3 separate regions of the Mus musculus genome follow, and all the other regions are linked to region 2. The links are chromatin contacts, called in public promoter capture Hi-C maps. All regions are on one chromosome and are shown on one strand. Each heading gives the region's core, a stretch centred on a gene start, on an enhancer-like site or on the middle of the called end of the contact. The rest is flanking DNA. Distances are from core to core; before and after follow the strand shown.

What was found. Capture Hi-C pulls out chosen DNA fragments and counts their contacts.
Region 1: a promoter capture Hi-C map of adipose tissue shows a contact between it and region 2. The contact joins two enhancer-like sites. A contact is called at or near these places in 1 of 15 datasets of contacts at CTCF or cohesin (large pre-B cells), 2 of 484 Hi-C or Micro-C datasets (B cells and nephron progenitors) and 2 of 9 other capture datasets (adipose tissue and pancreatic islet).
Region 3: a promoter capture Hi-C map of adipose tissue shows a contact between it and region 2. The contact joins two enhancer-like sites. A contact is called at or near these places in 2 of 484 Hi-C or Micro-C datasets (both in double positive thymocytes), 1 of 115 datasets of contacts at active chromatin or transcription factors (double positive thymocytes) and 2 of 9 other capture datasets (adipose tissue and embryonic stem cells).

The regions. Positions count from the first base shown.
Region 1 is chr14:79,159,234-79,164,297 of GRCm38.p6, reverse strand. Vwa8 (von Willebrand factor A domain containing 8) reads right to left here. Exons shown (of 45, transcript NM_027906.1): 39 at 4,177-4,333; 40 at 86-194. Among named protein-coding and RNA genes, the nearest start is that of Gm30970, 27 kb to the right of the region's middle. Within about 2 kb of position 3,572, at least 7 of the 459 cell types and tissues checked have an H3K27ac peak or open chromatin away from gene starts, as enhancers often do. A contact at or near this core is called in adipose tissue, where this site is marked.
Region 2 is chr14:79,223,491-79,228,390 of GRCm38.p6, reverse strand. Zfp957 (zinc finger protein 957) reads left to right here. Exons shown (of 3, transcript NM_001033215.3): 2 at 4,528-4,900. Among named protein-coding and RNA genes, the nearest start is that of Zfp957, 21 kb to the left of the region's middle. Within about 2 kb of position 1,595, at least 30 of the 459 cell types and tissues checked have an H3K27ac peak or open chromatin away from gene starts, as enhancers often do. A contact at or near this core is called in adipose tissue, where this site is marked.
Region 3 is chr14:79,328,829-79,333,364 of GRCm38.p6, reverse strand. No RefSeq gene overlaps it. Among named protein-coding and RNA genes, the nearest start is that of Rgcc, 29 kb to the right of the region's middle. Within about 2 kb of position 1,299, at least 99 of the 459 cell types and tissues checked have an H3K27ac peak or open chromatin away from gene starts, as enhancers often do. A contact at or near this core is called in adipose tissue, where this site is marked.

The DNA.
Region 1 (5,064 bases), core at 2,323-4,822, 66 kb after region 2:
TAGTGCTCAGATAACTTTCTCCAGCAGTTTTGGTGTAAGTTCAGATTTTGCCCCAGTCCTCTCTTTGCCCACGGAGAACGGTTACCTGTAGATTATCCAGGATGATGCGGAGAGCATGCACCTGCCGCTGGACAGCACTTGAAAACCGCTCGTAGGTTGCGGCGTCGTACTCGCTCATCTGGATCTCCTTTAGTCTGAAATCGGAGAGGGAAGATGACACCCGCTTATGTCAAGTTTGTGTGGGTCTGTTACACTTGCTTACACAATGACAGGACCTCTAACAACTTCTTGGTGACTCATACTGACTTTGAGGAGAAAAAGCAAGAAATGATGTCACCAGCGATGCCCCTAGATTTACAAGGAGGGTAATGCTCAAAGTCCATTGCTAATTGATGAACAAACTGTCCCCAGGACAAAGGGAAAGCCCCAACTGTACATCATATATGGTGACCTCTCTCGTACAAACAGTCCTACCAGGTGGCTCACAACCATCTGTAACTGCAGTTCCAGGAGACTTGATGCTTTTTCGCCTCACAGATACTGAATATAAAATTAAAGCAGAACACAGCCAGTTAAAGCTAATCCTAAGCAAGGGGGGAATGGACTTGGATTTTCCAGTGTGACAGCCACAATGTGCTAATTTAACACACATTTCTGTGTAAGTCTATAAATAGTAAAGGTGGTGATACCAGGACAAAGAATATGGAATGCACTCTCAATCGCCTAAGCATACATGACACAATTGTCTCAATTTGTGTGTGTGTGTAGGCAGAGAACCTATAGGCATAGCTGAAATTACATATGAAGTACATTTAACGCTTCCTCAAATGAGGGAGAATGAGTGGTTTCTATTCTTCACTCTCAGAGAAAACGCTGGGAAAAATATAATCAGAAAGGTGGAAGCTCAGGACTCCATGTGTGTATGTAATAAGACCGTATCTTATTTTTTGAGTCTTCAATACTGAGCACAGTGCCTGATACACAGTGACACTCAATACATGGTGTTATGTAATAATTTGAAAGCACTGCTATCAAAAAGTAAATATAGACAAAGCCACTCTAATATCTAATGCCATCCCCTCAAGGTGACATGCCAAGATGTCCTTCTAAATCATATTAGCTCTCTATTCTAAAGAACAGAGAGGAATCCGTGCACGAGACTTCACTCCTAACAACACACGTGTGTTTAGTTTTCACAGTCTGAGTTCTCTGTAAGTTTCACTAGGTCAGGTTATGGCTACAGTTTTAGGGAACAGAAGCAGGGCACAGTGAACACTTTAGGATATGCCATATACCACCTCATGTGTAGGCAGCCAAATGCACTTTCTCAAAGAACTCAGGTCAGTACGAATCGGGAACTGTTTGGACAGAGCTTGTCTTTGGAGCACGGTAGGTGGGAAAGGAGCCAGAGGAGGGAATGAATACACACAGAGAAGAGGACCCGGCAGCTGGGAAGCCGCCTGGAGCACACTGGCCTCGGGAGAGATCAGAGTTAGCTCTAGTTACATAGCTATCTCAGGGGTGATCACCGTGCACCCCTAACCATCCCATGCCAATTTAAGTACGAGGAAATCTGGAAATCATATTTTGGGTTATGTCAGCCTTCGCTAGGACACTCAGAGGATGCTCGCTCACAGGAGATAATACGTCCTGAATGTTAAAGGCTGAAGCGGGAAATAAAAGACTAAAGAAGGGAACTTTAACCTCTGGGTTAGACGAGCCTGGGAATCCATGTGGATAAACAGCATGCTGTTGGTGGTACATGCTTAAAGGTGTATTTATCATTATGTAAGAGTGTGGGAATCTTATTTTACTTCTTCTATAGGTTAGACTTAAATACTATAATTTGGATTAAAGTGTGAGGAGGAAAGCAAACACAAGCTGAGACCTACTGTGTGGAGTTGCTTAGTTATGCAAATGGGGGTGGGTGCAGTCTCACAAACAGACACACACACACACACACACACACACACACGCACACACACACATATACACACACGCACACGCGCACGCACACGCGCACGCGCACACGAACGCCCCACCAGACAGCTTTTCCAAGTGTGCTTGAGCCAGTGCAAGCACTTCCCTGTCCCCACTCCCCTGGTGTCACACATTTCTGGATGTGATCTACAAGTCTTAGGCTTGTGTCTCTCCGATAGACAGCGTCAATTGATCAGTTCTTGAGGTGCAGGGCTAATATCTGTTTTAAATCAATGCTAACTGAATGCTGTGAATGACGTGGGGAGGTCCTTTGTACCAGGGAAGACTTCTAACTAATGGTGAGGACTGCTTAGTCAGTCCATCGTAGGACAGGAACCAACAGGTGAAAGCCGGCTCCTGCACGCACGTGTGTTGCTCATTCTCTGTGTGTGTTTGCCCCACTCCAGGCTCTGTCCTCGTGCAGCTTACAGAGGAGGGGAGAAGCCATCCCTCCCACAAGTGATAAGATGGGAGAGAGTGGTCGGTGTTAGAGACAAGATACAGGATGCTGTGAAAGCATCTGGACCTGACCTCACTGTGCACATGACTCATTCTGAAATCAAGACGAGAATAAAGAATTATTACCATAGAAATGGATGTGTGTATCGGTGGGCTTGTGGAATTTCTGTCTTATTTAGTTGTGGGTAGAGAGACGGTCTGCAAGATTTATGACAAGATGAGATAATATCTTGGATTAGCTCTAAACAATCCAAAGAGGAGAATGGGATGGGGCAGGGTCTGCAGGGTTCATCATGTGCTTCTCTTTACTTACAGCTGGGCTTGAAAAGGTCCAGAAGAAAAAGTTAAAAGATGCACTTTTGGCAGTGCTGAGTAGACACTTGTCCGGTGGGTCGCAAGCCCACTTCTAAGGTAGTGTTTGTTCTTGCTTTGCTGTGCAGTCTTTCCCAGGGTCTCTGTGTGCTTCATCTCTTTCGTCTCACACCCTGCCTGCTTTCTTCCCTTCACTACCTCATAGGCAGGTACATTCAGCTGTCTTAGGATCACAGGTGGCCCTTGGCCCCTCTCCCTGGAGGTTCTTCATAGTGTCCCGATAGGTTTTGTTCTGGTGGCAGTCAGAGAGGAGCAATCTTAGCTTACTCATGGCTAAGTGCCACTGTGAAAGCTTCCTGCCTCTCATGACCGCTCATGTGCTAGGGCACTCTGTATGACCAAGTAAGCAGAATCAGACTGGATAATCACTTGCGAGGGCTGGGGCGTGGCAGTAACAGCCCTTTACTAATTGAAGAGGAGAATGACGCATGCCTAATTTCTATTTTTTTCTCAAAGGAAGTTTTATTTTTCATATGAGATGTTGAGTAATTTTAATTCTAATAAGACTTGTCGTTATGACGTGACTTTCCTCCACGTCTTTTGAGAAATGCATACTTTGATCCCTAAAAAGTTTTCTAGTCTCACAACCTCTGGGGGCGGGGGGAAGGGGACTCCCCATTTCCACGGATGCAGCGTGGCACAGGGAGGGCAGAACAGCTGCCCGAGGCTCCAGGGAAGTCAGTGATGAGGCTGAGGGCAACACAGCCCCGACACCTGAAGTTTACCTGCTGCAGTACCACAGGGGTGAGAGGCTTGCGGGCTTTCCTGAGGGCGTGGCGGCTGGACCTGCATTTTTGTCTCTCTTGTTCTCTGCTGTTTACTTGTAGGATGTGAAAGCACGGCATGTGAGAACATTCCAGATGTTCTACGTGGGAGGAATTTCATAACTCACATACTCTTCACCATGTTTTTGTCGGGCTGCCCCAGCTCCTTCCACTGAGCACAGAAATGGAAATCTGCTCTCTGTCCCTCCTCAGTGTGAAAGGGTGCTCCCTGCTGCTTTGAGATTTTTCACTTTTTGCTGAAGGGCACGTGTGAACTTCTAGTAAAATACCCTGTGGAGTCTTCCTTTCTAGTGGGGGGCCAATCAGTAGCCCAAGGCAGCCATGGCATATGCGTCTGAAACCTGAAGGCGCACTTGACTTGAATTTCTAGGCTCTTTTCTTATCTCCAAACCCTAAATGAGGACAGGCCTGTTAGCCCAGAGATCTTTGCCTTTCTTAGTATCATCCTAGGACATAGTCCTTGTGACTCTAGCTTTGAGTGAGTGTGTATGTGAGTGTGAGTGTGTGTGTGTGTGTGTGTGTGTGTGTGTGTGTGTATACTACTCACCTGCACTGTTCTAGATGCACAAGGCACACTCACCTCTGCTGAAATGCTTTCTGGGCCATCTCTCTTGCAGCTCTCTTGACATCCTCAGGAACTGCATCTTTCTCCACCTCAGAGACTTGATACACTGGGTGGCCTGCATCCAAGCGATAAGGACCTCCTTTGCCACCAAGACCTGCGGTGTCTCTTCCCCCTGGAAAGAAATCAAGGGGACACAGTTGTTATGTCTAGAACCTGGCCACAAACCAAAAGTCAGATCATGGCTCTAAGACAGTCCTGTGAGAATATTAACTGAATGGTGGTTAAAGCCTCACACCACCTTTGCCCAAACTCTAAGATGCCCCTGCGTAGGATAACTTTTTTTTTTATTTCATCCATCCTGATCTGCATATACGTTAAGGTTCCGTCCACACTCAACCTGAACAATTCACCGGATGTCTCTGCTTTGTAGGGAGGGGGTCGGTGATTTTGTGCACTGTCTGCAGCCCGGTAAGTTTTCCTTAACGGTATGATGGCTAGATGTCCTTGTTCTTCTGCCCTAGATGAGTGGCCCTGTGACAGCGACTGTAAGTATTACATAGCCACTGGTTAAAAGGGGCAACTCTCCTTCTAGTTATCCACTTTCCCTAAAATACCAACATATAGATAAAATGTCTATTGTTATGAAAATGATTCACAGAGAGACTGAATGACATCTCTGTGGCCTTGCATCACTTGCTCAGCCAGGAGCTGACGCTGATAATTATGTTTTGAATAATGCTCAACAGATAAACATCATTAGCTTCAGAACAGTTGTTTCTGAATAAGCCTAAGTTTGCATGCCTGTAAGTACACGTCACAAAATGCCGCATGAGCTATTTATTCTAAAATGAAAGTTAGATGCCTATAAGGCTAGCTAGTAGTATTTTAAAGGGGTAGAGACAC
Region 2 (4,900 bases), core at 346-2,845:
GCCCAGTGTTTGGCCCTGGGCCACTACAAATCTCAGAGTGTTAATAAACCAATATTGGGGCCACACAGATGAGAAAGCATTGATTCAGTAAATACTTCATGGAACATAATTGTGTTAAAATCCAAGGAATCTGCCACGAAGGTCTGATAGGACCTCTAGTCTGCTAATGTCAACAGAGTCCCTTGGTTACTTCCTGCCTGTAATGAGCTCAGCTCCGTGATAAAATGAGTCCATCCTGTCCCGGGACATGAAGTCCCCACGAGAGGCCAGCATCTCACAGACTAAATGTGGATGGTCTCCACCTTTCTTTTTCAAACAAACATCCAAGTTAGATAGGTGTGGATACAACAGAAGAAATTACCCTTGGGTGTGGAGCCTCTGAATAGCAAAGTAAAGTAACAGAGGAAGGAATTCTATGGCTTCTACTCAAGGAATCTGTGAGAAAGGCTAGAATCCCTCTTGGCTTCTGGAGAGGGAGAAAAATTTAGTCATCATCTAATTTTTAGGTTAAAAAACAATAGTGAGCTTCTCTCTCTCTTAGAGAAGAGACAGGGAGAGGATGGAGATGCATACAGGCATCTAAAGTAAAACCCCAAAGGTTTGTGTGATGTTGGGTGGAAAATGACTCCCCAAATCTCCTCAAGGGGTATTCCTTCTTCTAGCTCCTGGATTGGGTCTCACCTGTGAGATGACCTACAGCCTCCACAGTGATGTCAACACAGAAGATTTAGTTCTGTGCACCCATCTCAAGTCAGTGGAACAGTTCAGCTTGCTTCCTACAACATAATAGATGTTACAGCAGTTGTTTTCAATCCGTGGGTTCAAACCCCTTTGTGTGTGTGTGGTAGTAGCAGTTATGAGGTAGCAATGAAAATAATTTTATGGTTGGTATCACTACAATGTGAGGATCTGTGATAAAGGGTCTCGGTATTAGGAAGGGTGAGAACCACTGTGCTAGACTGAGAAGCAACAGTGTCTAAGCAGTGTCTCCTTGTTAGAATATAGACCCACCAGCCTGAGACTTCAGCACGCCTAGAACTTGGCAGTGGTCCCCTCCCCTTTCCAGATGAGGGAGGGTGCTGTCAGGGCCTGGCTTGGTTTATAATGACCTTAATGAGCAAGTGAGTGTTCGTCAGAAGAGCTTGGGTTCCAGTCCTTAAAAATTCTCAATATAAATATATTCTCTATATAGAATAAAGCAATTCTATTTTTTTTAAAGCTACAAGTACACAAGTGTACTTACTATAAATATAGAGTAGAGGCTGATTAAGGATGGGCGACTTTGCCTCCAAAGGACAGTTGGCAATGTCCGCAGACATCTTTGCTAGGACTGCCACAGCATCCAGGGTACCGTGTCTGCAGCTTCTTAATCACCCACATCAAAGACCCACCGGCCTTCTGATTCACTGAGTACTGCCGAGGTCTAGAGGCCCTGGCCTATGCACATAGAGAGGGATTCAAGCGCAATTGCTGTCCTTTAGGAACTCTTCTGAGTGGGGTATTGTGGGTAGTGACAATGCAGGAGGGACAGTGTGGCTGTGGCTGTGGCTGTGGCTGTTGGGTGTCTAACCCCTTCTGTGGTGAGCTGTTTACTATAGTCTGTGCTGTCTTGGGGTAGAAATGAATGGTAAGATTCTTTCTACCTTCAGGCACACCTGGGCCACACACGTGTAGATTGTGGTTCTGGTGGGAAGAGTTCGGAACGGGAAGACTGGTGCAGAGTAGCATGTGGCTGCTCTCAAGCTGTCACCTTCAGGAATCTTCCTGGTGTCTGTTTATCATTCTCTCTTCTTCCGGTCCCTTCATGTTCTTGGGAACTTGAACTTCTGGGCCAGCCTGGTGCCCTCTCATCTATGCCACATTCCACTGAGTGGCTTTCCCTTGGGTTAGAGTTCTCAAACTCTCTGAGTTAGTCTCATCATTGAAGACACCTTGCTTCTAGAGTCAAATTTGGAAATACTCGTGAATGAAAGAAAAGATGCCTGGGATTTGCCTCAGAATACTCTGAAGAGAGGGTGTGAGGAGACAGAGGGAGATGACAGAATCTGGTTTGCTAAGGCCCTGGATGACAGTCTGCCGGTGTTTATTTTATCAGTTGCTGTGAACATTTAGAAACCGTGTCTGGCTTTCAGAGGCCAAGCCTCGGGTAGTTGCCAAGTAGAGAGAAAGCAGTTCTCCTCAGCTCTCTTTTGGAGGGTGTCTGAGCATGGGCCTGGCTCAGCAGGAGGCTTTAACGTCCTCCTGCATACATGGAAGGTCGGAGCGCCCATCTAAGGGTGGCCTGGGAGCTAGCAGGGACGCGACATTGGGACATTAAGGGAGATGGGTCTGTCAGGATGTGCCAGAGGTAAAGCTGAGGCACGGGACAACCCCTGAGAGCTGTCTGAAGGAGCCCCTCAGGGTGCAGGCCAGTCTGCAGTCCACCGGCTGATGTGGCACATAATATGGCAGTGCCTAGGACTCCGGGGCTCAGAGAAAGATCAAATCAACATGACGTCCTGGAGCCTTAAAACCAAATAAGAGTGTCTGGTTCCCTTCCGCCTCCTCAGCCAGGGGCTGCCAGTCCTTGGAGTTGCTATCCGCCACACACTTCTTTCATCCTGGGGACATGTGCCTTCTTTGGGTTCAGGGTTTACTGCCTTCAGCTTCAGCTCAGTATAGTCCTCGTACGGCCTCAAAGCCTGGACGTGGGCTCAGCCCTTACCAATCTCTCCTCAGCCTCTGGCTTCCAACAGCAAGCCAGCGCACTTCTGGTGTCTGTCACAGCTACTTGAGTTTGTCGACAACTCTTTTCTCCTGTGAGGACTGACTTGGGTCTGTGTAGTGGATTACAGGGGAAAATGACACTGTCACTCCACCATGAAGAGGCAGAGCTGCTGCCCCTTCCCTTCATTTCTGAGCCATCAGGAGGTCGCAGAGGAAGCCAGGCCAGGCCAGCTCCCTGCTAAGTGAGAGGCAATTACCCCCTTTAGCCAGCTCACCTCAGAAATCACACAGAGAGGCCGCATGGGAAACAGAGGCTTAGAGATTAGGTCATAGACAGGCCAGCCGTCCCTGGGTCCTAGGAGAGATCCTTGAAGACTCCAATCCTGGGTATCTTGTCTGTAGTCCTATGAGAAAACCAAAAAAGTCACTCACCTGAGCCTTAGCAACTCACAGAAGCACAGGAGTAGTACACACTTGCTGCTTTCAGATAGTAAGGTTAGCTGGTACGTTTGGCAGCATTGTTCCTGGGAAAACTGTGGCTTCTAGCTAGTAGAAAGTCCCCTACAATAAAAACCCTCTACATTTTGTTCATCAGCCAGGGCTCCCTGAAGGTCCTCAGTATAGAAAGAGGGGGGAGCTACTACCATCACTTAAACATGGGTCAGACCCAGAACTACTGCAACCTGTGTTTCTTCCCCATGTGGTCGCTGACTTGGATGGAAAGGGAAAATCCTGTATCCTTAGATTTCCCTGAGGCTTCATCATCAGCTAAGAGGGGGTATCAGATCTCTGTCTCTCTCTGTCTCTGTCTCTCTGTCTCTCCCTCTCTCTCTGTCATGGGACATCCTCCTAATCATCTGGGACCAAGCCTGGACCTTTCTCCCAATGTGCATAGCACTTGGCAGTTACTTACCTAGTAGGATGCTGAAGCTAGACTTGTTTCTACAAAACCAGGGCCTTTGGACGGCTGGCCCTTCTACTCTTCTACCTCTGCACCTGCAGAAAGGACACCTCTGTTGGGTGGAATTAAGGGAAGTCTCCTTTCTGTCAAATGGTGGTCCAAAGGACAAATGAGGGGACCAAAGAATGGGGGAAAAATGGGGCACCCGTGTTTGTCAGCATCTTCTCAGATCCTTCATAAGTCCTTGAGGAAAGTGGAGTTACAGGGTTGCCTCATAGGCATGCAGATGTCATTGTAGAATCATGGCTTGACCCAGGTCAGCAAGGCCACATCTGCCTCTCGGTCGCCACACCGCATAAGCAGGCAGGTAGGGAAGATGGGTGTACAAGGTACAGCTATCACTCTCATCTGAATCCTAGAGGATGCTTTCCTTCCTCACCAGCGTGCTGGCTTGCTAGCCAGGGCAGATGCCGAGTTTTTAAGGATCAGGCATTTCTCGTATTTTACTTGAATTAAGTTATTTGGAGTCTATCCACAAAAGTGTCTAGGGAGTGGAGCAACAAGGGAAGAGGTCACAGCCATCACGGCAGGTCTGGAGGTAGCTACTGAATAGTTTATGTCTTAGGGACCTGTCCAGATGGCCCTATGGGTGTTAACTAGGGGCCCAGGAGACTGTGTCAAAGGCTATTCTATTTGGAATTGAAACAGAACCTGTTTCCGACACAGTTTGTCCCAGAAGATTTGCCATTCTCTCTCTCCTCTGATTCCTGGCCACCACCCCACCAAGCTGGGGGAAGGATCGCTCAAACGCCGGCACACTTGAGTCAGCTTGTAGTCGTACCTCTTTATTATGCACACTGGAGAGACCCACAGCTCGGGAAGATTGCATTTTTTAAGTCTTTTTTTTTTTTTTTTTTAAGGCTTTGAAATATGTGCAGGGCTGGAGGTGGAGAAGCAGGAAGCGAGGCCTGGCAGATGAGCAATGTTTCCTTGGAGACTTGGATTTGATTTCAGTTCTGCACAGAATACCCCTCAGCCTTGTCTGCTTCATTTTACTTTGTGAGGAGAGATGCGCGTATACCCTCTCAGTGCCCAATCCTTTGATTAACGAAGTTGGAATTGGCCAATGACAGGAGGCTCTGAGGAAGTATTTGTTGACCCAAAGTAGTAGTTTTCAGCCCTGGGTGATGACTTGGACACCTTGAAAACCTGTAGAGGAACAGATATGTAGAAGAAGAGTGTCCTGGATGAGACTACAGCTCGGTGGTTGAACACTGAATGGTACGCATGAGG
Region 3 (4,536 bases), core at 50-2,549, 110 kb before region 2:
CAATAAAGTTACATAGAAAGCTGGTGCCAGAGAAGTGGGCATGCTATGGTTTAACCCTGCCGGGTGGCTCAGAGACCTTTGGTTTGAAGGAGGAGTGTTTTGCCAGCATCTTAAAGAGTTACAGGGTCACAGAGGTTTCACCAAAGTTCGAGAAAGCAGAAGAGCCAGGGCTAAGTTCCCTGCAGGGAATCCCTGAGCAGGTGATTCTAGGATGCTGGAGATGCCAGAAAGATGTTTGGTGCTGGAAAAAAGCTGTGGGCTCTGTGAAGCTACCCCCAAGGTAGCTTGTGCTGTGAATGGTAGGTCTGGGCACATAGCTCTTCAAAACTCAGATCATGACACTATGTGACCCTGATGGCACATGGAGCTTCAGGGTTTCATGTTTTCTCTGCGAGTGTTCATCTTGCTTTGACTCACTGTTCCCTTGCTGTGTCTCATTCTTTCCTCTCGGACTAGGAATGTTGACCAGGAATGAATTAATAGGGAGTATGCATAACTTGGTTTTCGATTTTACAAAATTTCCAACTAAGAGAATGGTTTTGAATGTCAGAAGGTATTTTAGACTTTTGAGCAATACTGAGACCTTATTAAGACCATAGGGACTTGAAGTTGGACTGAATATATCTTTTTAAAAGAAAGATTTATTTATTTTATGTATATGAGTACACTGTAGCTGTACAGGTGGTTGTGAGCCTTCATGTGGTTGCTGGGATTTGAACTGAGGACCTCTGGAAGAGCAGTCAGTGTTCTTAACCGCTGAGCCATCTCCAGCCCCTGAATATATCCTAAATTATGGAATTTGCAGTATGAAATGAGAGCTGTGGATTGCGTGCTATGGTTTGAATCAGAAGTGTCCCCCACAGGCTTATGTGTATGCGTTCTGGTCCCAGCTTGTGCTATTTTAAAAGCCGAGGAGCCTTTAGGAGTTGGCAGAAGTTAAGTCAGTAGGCCCTTTGAAGACAATACCCCCTCTGCTGCCTGTCTGTCATCATGAGCTCCTCCACCCATATTCTCTGCTTTGATGGACTGAGGGCCGTGAAACCATGATCCACAGCAAACCTCTCCTCCCTCATGTTTTTGGGATATATTTGTGTCACTCTGATAAGAGAGTAGCTAATCAGTTCTATTCATGAAATTGGGATTTCACCCAAGCCTGCTAATGGCAAAGCCAGACCAGAAACCAGGGTGTGTGGCATTCCTGCCTGCATGCTTCCTTCCTGGTGCTACCGCTCTGGCCCAGACCCGCATGGGTAGCCAGAGCAATTGCAGGAGGGTTAGCTGCTTACTGATGCTGCAGGTTCCGGGTCTCCCTGCCTGTGCCCCGCAGGGCCACTTCTGACAGAACAACTCAGTGCCAAGTGTTTGAGACTTCAATAGCTTGGGTTTTTCAGATCGTTGGCCTGTCCCGTCACTTTCCTTTCCTGGTCTCATAGTTGTCCCATGCAGCACCCAGTGCTGAATAATTTGCTTAGCCTTGCTAAGACTTAGTTATCCTGTCAAATGGGAGTTATAATTTCTACCTCAGATCTGTGTGTGTGTGTGTGTGTGTGTACATGAGTGTGTACATGAATGTAGTGACTAACACATAACTGATGAATAAATACTAATACCTTACGATTTTTATTTATGTGTGTGAGAGACAAACAAGGACCGAGACAAAGAAGCAGAGAGACTCGGGGGCCAGGGAGGGAGGGAGGAGAAAGCAGGCACACTCGTGCCACAGTGCTTGTGTGGAAGTCAGAGGACTTTTGGGTACTGTTTCTCTCCTCCCACCGTGGGTTCCAGGGATCAAGGTCATGTTGTCAGGTTTGTGTACCAAGTGCTTGTACCTGCTGAGCCACCTTGCCAGTTCTAAGTACCAGCTCCACTCTCCTGATGGAGACTGTCAGTCAGAATCTCTTTATCTCTACGCAGGGCATGCTTTCCTTCTGCTGTGCTCCCCGCCCCACCCCCCGCCCCGCCCCACCCCTACCCCCGCGCGCGCTTCCTGTCTGCGGTGCATCCGCAGGCATTTCCTCCTCCCAGAAACATTGCCTGTTGTATTCTAGTAACATGCAGTTTTTATATCTATTTACTGTTTTACCACCCGTCACAAAAATAATACCCAGCATTCATCAGGTATCTTTTGTGCAGCTAGTACAGCGGCCAGTCCTTTGTGCACATTTTCACAACAGTCCTATGTCACAGCAGTCGAGGATCGGGCTGTATGTTAATTGCATGTCATCGATAAAGTAAGTCAGTGTAGCACAGTGAGATCTTTGTGGCTGTGAACTCTAGCATTCATTTTTACACTCCTGGTACGTCCCTATATGTAGTGTGAAAATGCTTGTTGAATGAGTAAATGCTGTATTTCTTCCTCTTCTTCCATCCTAACTGAAGTGGGTTGAAATTATTTTTGATAGTTAGGAAAATAGATATAAAGAATTTTGTTTCAAGTAAAAGAAACAAAGCTAAATAAAAGTTATTAATAGTATCTGCATCACCCACTGGCAGATATTTTCTTTTTTATTGTGCCATTGCTTTTCTTCTATTTTGTAGGTTTTATCTAGTTATTCTTATTTTTTGAAATTATTACATCATTTCCCTCTTCCATTTCTTTCTTCCAAACCCTCCCATATAACTCTTCTTGCTGTCTTTCAAATCCATAGCCAAAGGTATTAACTGTTGTTATATGTATATGTGTATATGTACATACCTATATTCTTTTTTAAAACATTATTTATTTATTTATATCCCAAATGCTGTCCCCTTCCAGTCTTCCCTCACAAAGTCTCTCCCTATATCCCATCCCCTTTTCCTCTGAGAGAGTGGAGCCCCGTGGGTATCCCTCCAACCCTGGCACATCAAGGCTCTGCAAAATTAGGCTTAGCCACTGAGGCTAGCCAGGGCAGCCCTGTTGGGGAACAGATTCCACAGTTAGACAACAGCTTTACGGACAGCCCAGCTCCAGTTTTGGGGGAACCCACATGGAAACTGAGCAGCATTTAATTGGTACATTAATGTGGGGAGCCTCAGACCACCCCATATAGCTCTTTGGTTGGTGGGTCAGTCTCTGAGAGCTCTCAGTATTTACCAACAGGTTAAGATGACTGACAGGGAAGACCAACAGGTTAGTTGATGCTGGGGAGTTCCTACCCCCTTCAGGGCCTTCAGTCCTTTCCTCAGCTCTTCCATAAGAGTCCCTGACCTCTGTCCAATGTTTGGCTGTGGGTATCTGCATTTGTTTCAGTCCGCTGCTGGGTAGAGCCTCTCAGAGGACAGTTATGCTAAGCTCCTGTCTGCAAGCGTAACAGAGTATTATTAATAGTGTCAGGGATTAGTGCTTGCCCATGAGATGGGTCTGGTTATTGGTTGGCCATTCCTCCAGCCTTGGCTCCATGTTTGCCCCTTTATTTCTTTTAGACAGGACAAATTTTGGGTCAAAAGTTTTGTGGGTGAGCCGGTGTCCTTATCCTTCTACTGAGGGGTGCTGTTTGGCTATAGGAGGTGACGTCTTCAGGTTCCATAACCCCACTGTTAGGTGGCTCAGCGAAGGTCACCACATTGTCTCATACCTATATTATATCTTAAATACAATGTTCTTGGTCTGTAGAATGTTACTTATGTGTGTACCATTTGGTATCAGATAACCAATTGCTGTGCCCCTCCCGGAGGAAAACTGTTTCTCCGACTTTCAGCATTCTTTAGTTGCATGTAATTCTTTATGCAGAGTGTAGGGTTTTTTCTTTAAAGAAAATTAGTAATTATAAAGATTGAAAAAAATACAAAATAAATAGAGAAGGACAAATTTGATTGTACAACCTGTGGCAACCCAAGAAGAAAAGTTCCGAAGTCAACTCAGTTAAAGACTAAAGAGATTCTGATGTGACACTAATTACAATTGTTAGTAGTTTACTGGTTAAGACTCATGGTTTAACCAACCAGAAGACTCGAGATTCTTATTATATTAATTGCTTATAAGAAGCACAATGGAAGCTAAAGTTAAAAGTAAAAGAAATAGATGAAGCATGCTAAAGATGAACCAGAAAAAAGAGATCCACACCAAAAGGTATGCCAAACGTGACTAGTTTAAAAAGACAAGATGATGCGCCCCAGTTAACTTTCATGTGCTCCCTGTTGCAAAGTGTATCAAGTTATCCCCACCATAGGAAGTCAAAGACAGAGAAAATCCTACATAAACAAAACCCACATTTCTTATAGAAAGATAGCAATCAGCACCTACGTTCTTTCCAGGAACCAAACAGAAAAGAGAGTGGGTGAGATAGAATTCTAAAGGATCTGAGAGGGAAAACAGTCTAAAATTTTGTGTCCAGCAAAAGTATCCTTCAGATGTGGAGAGGTCAAGGTTTAACCAAACAAGTCTGCCTTGCTCCTTAGTAGGTCTATCTTACTACAGCTGTTAGGCATTCTTTTTTTGTTGTTTTGGTTTTTCGAGACAGGGTTTCTCTGTGTAGTCCTGGCTGTCCTGGAACTCACTTTGTAGACCAGGCTGCCCTCGAACTCAGAAATCCACCTGCCTCTGCCTCCCGAGTGCTG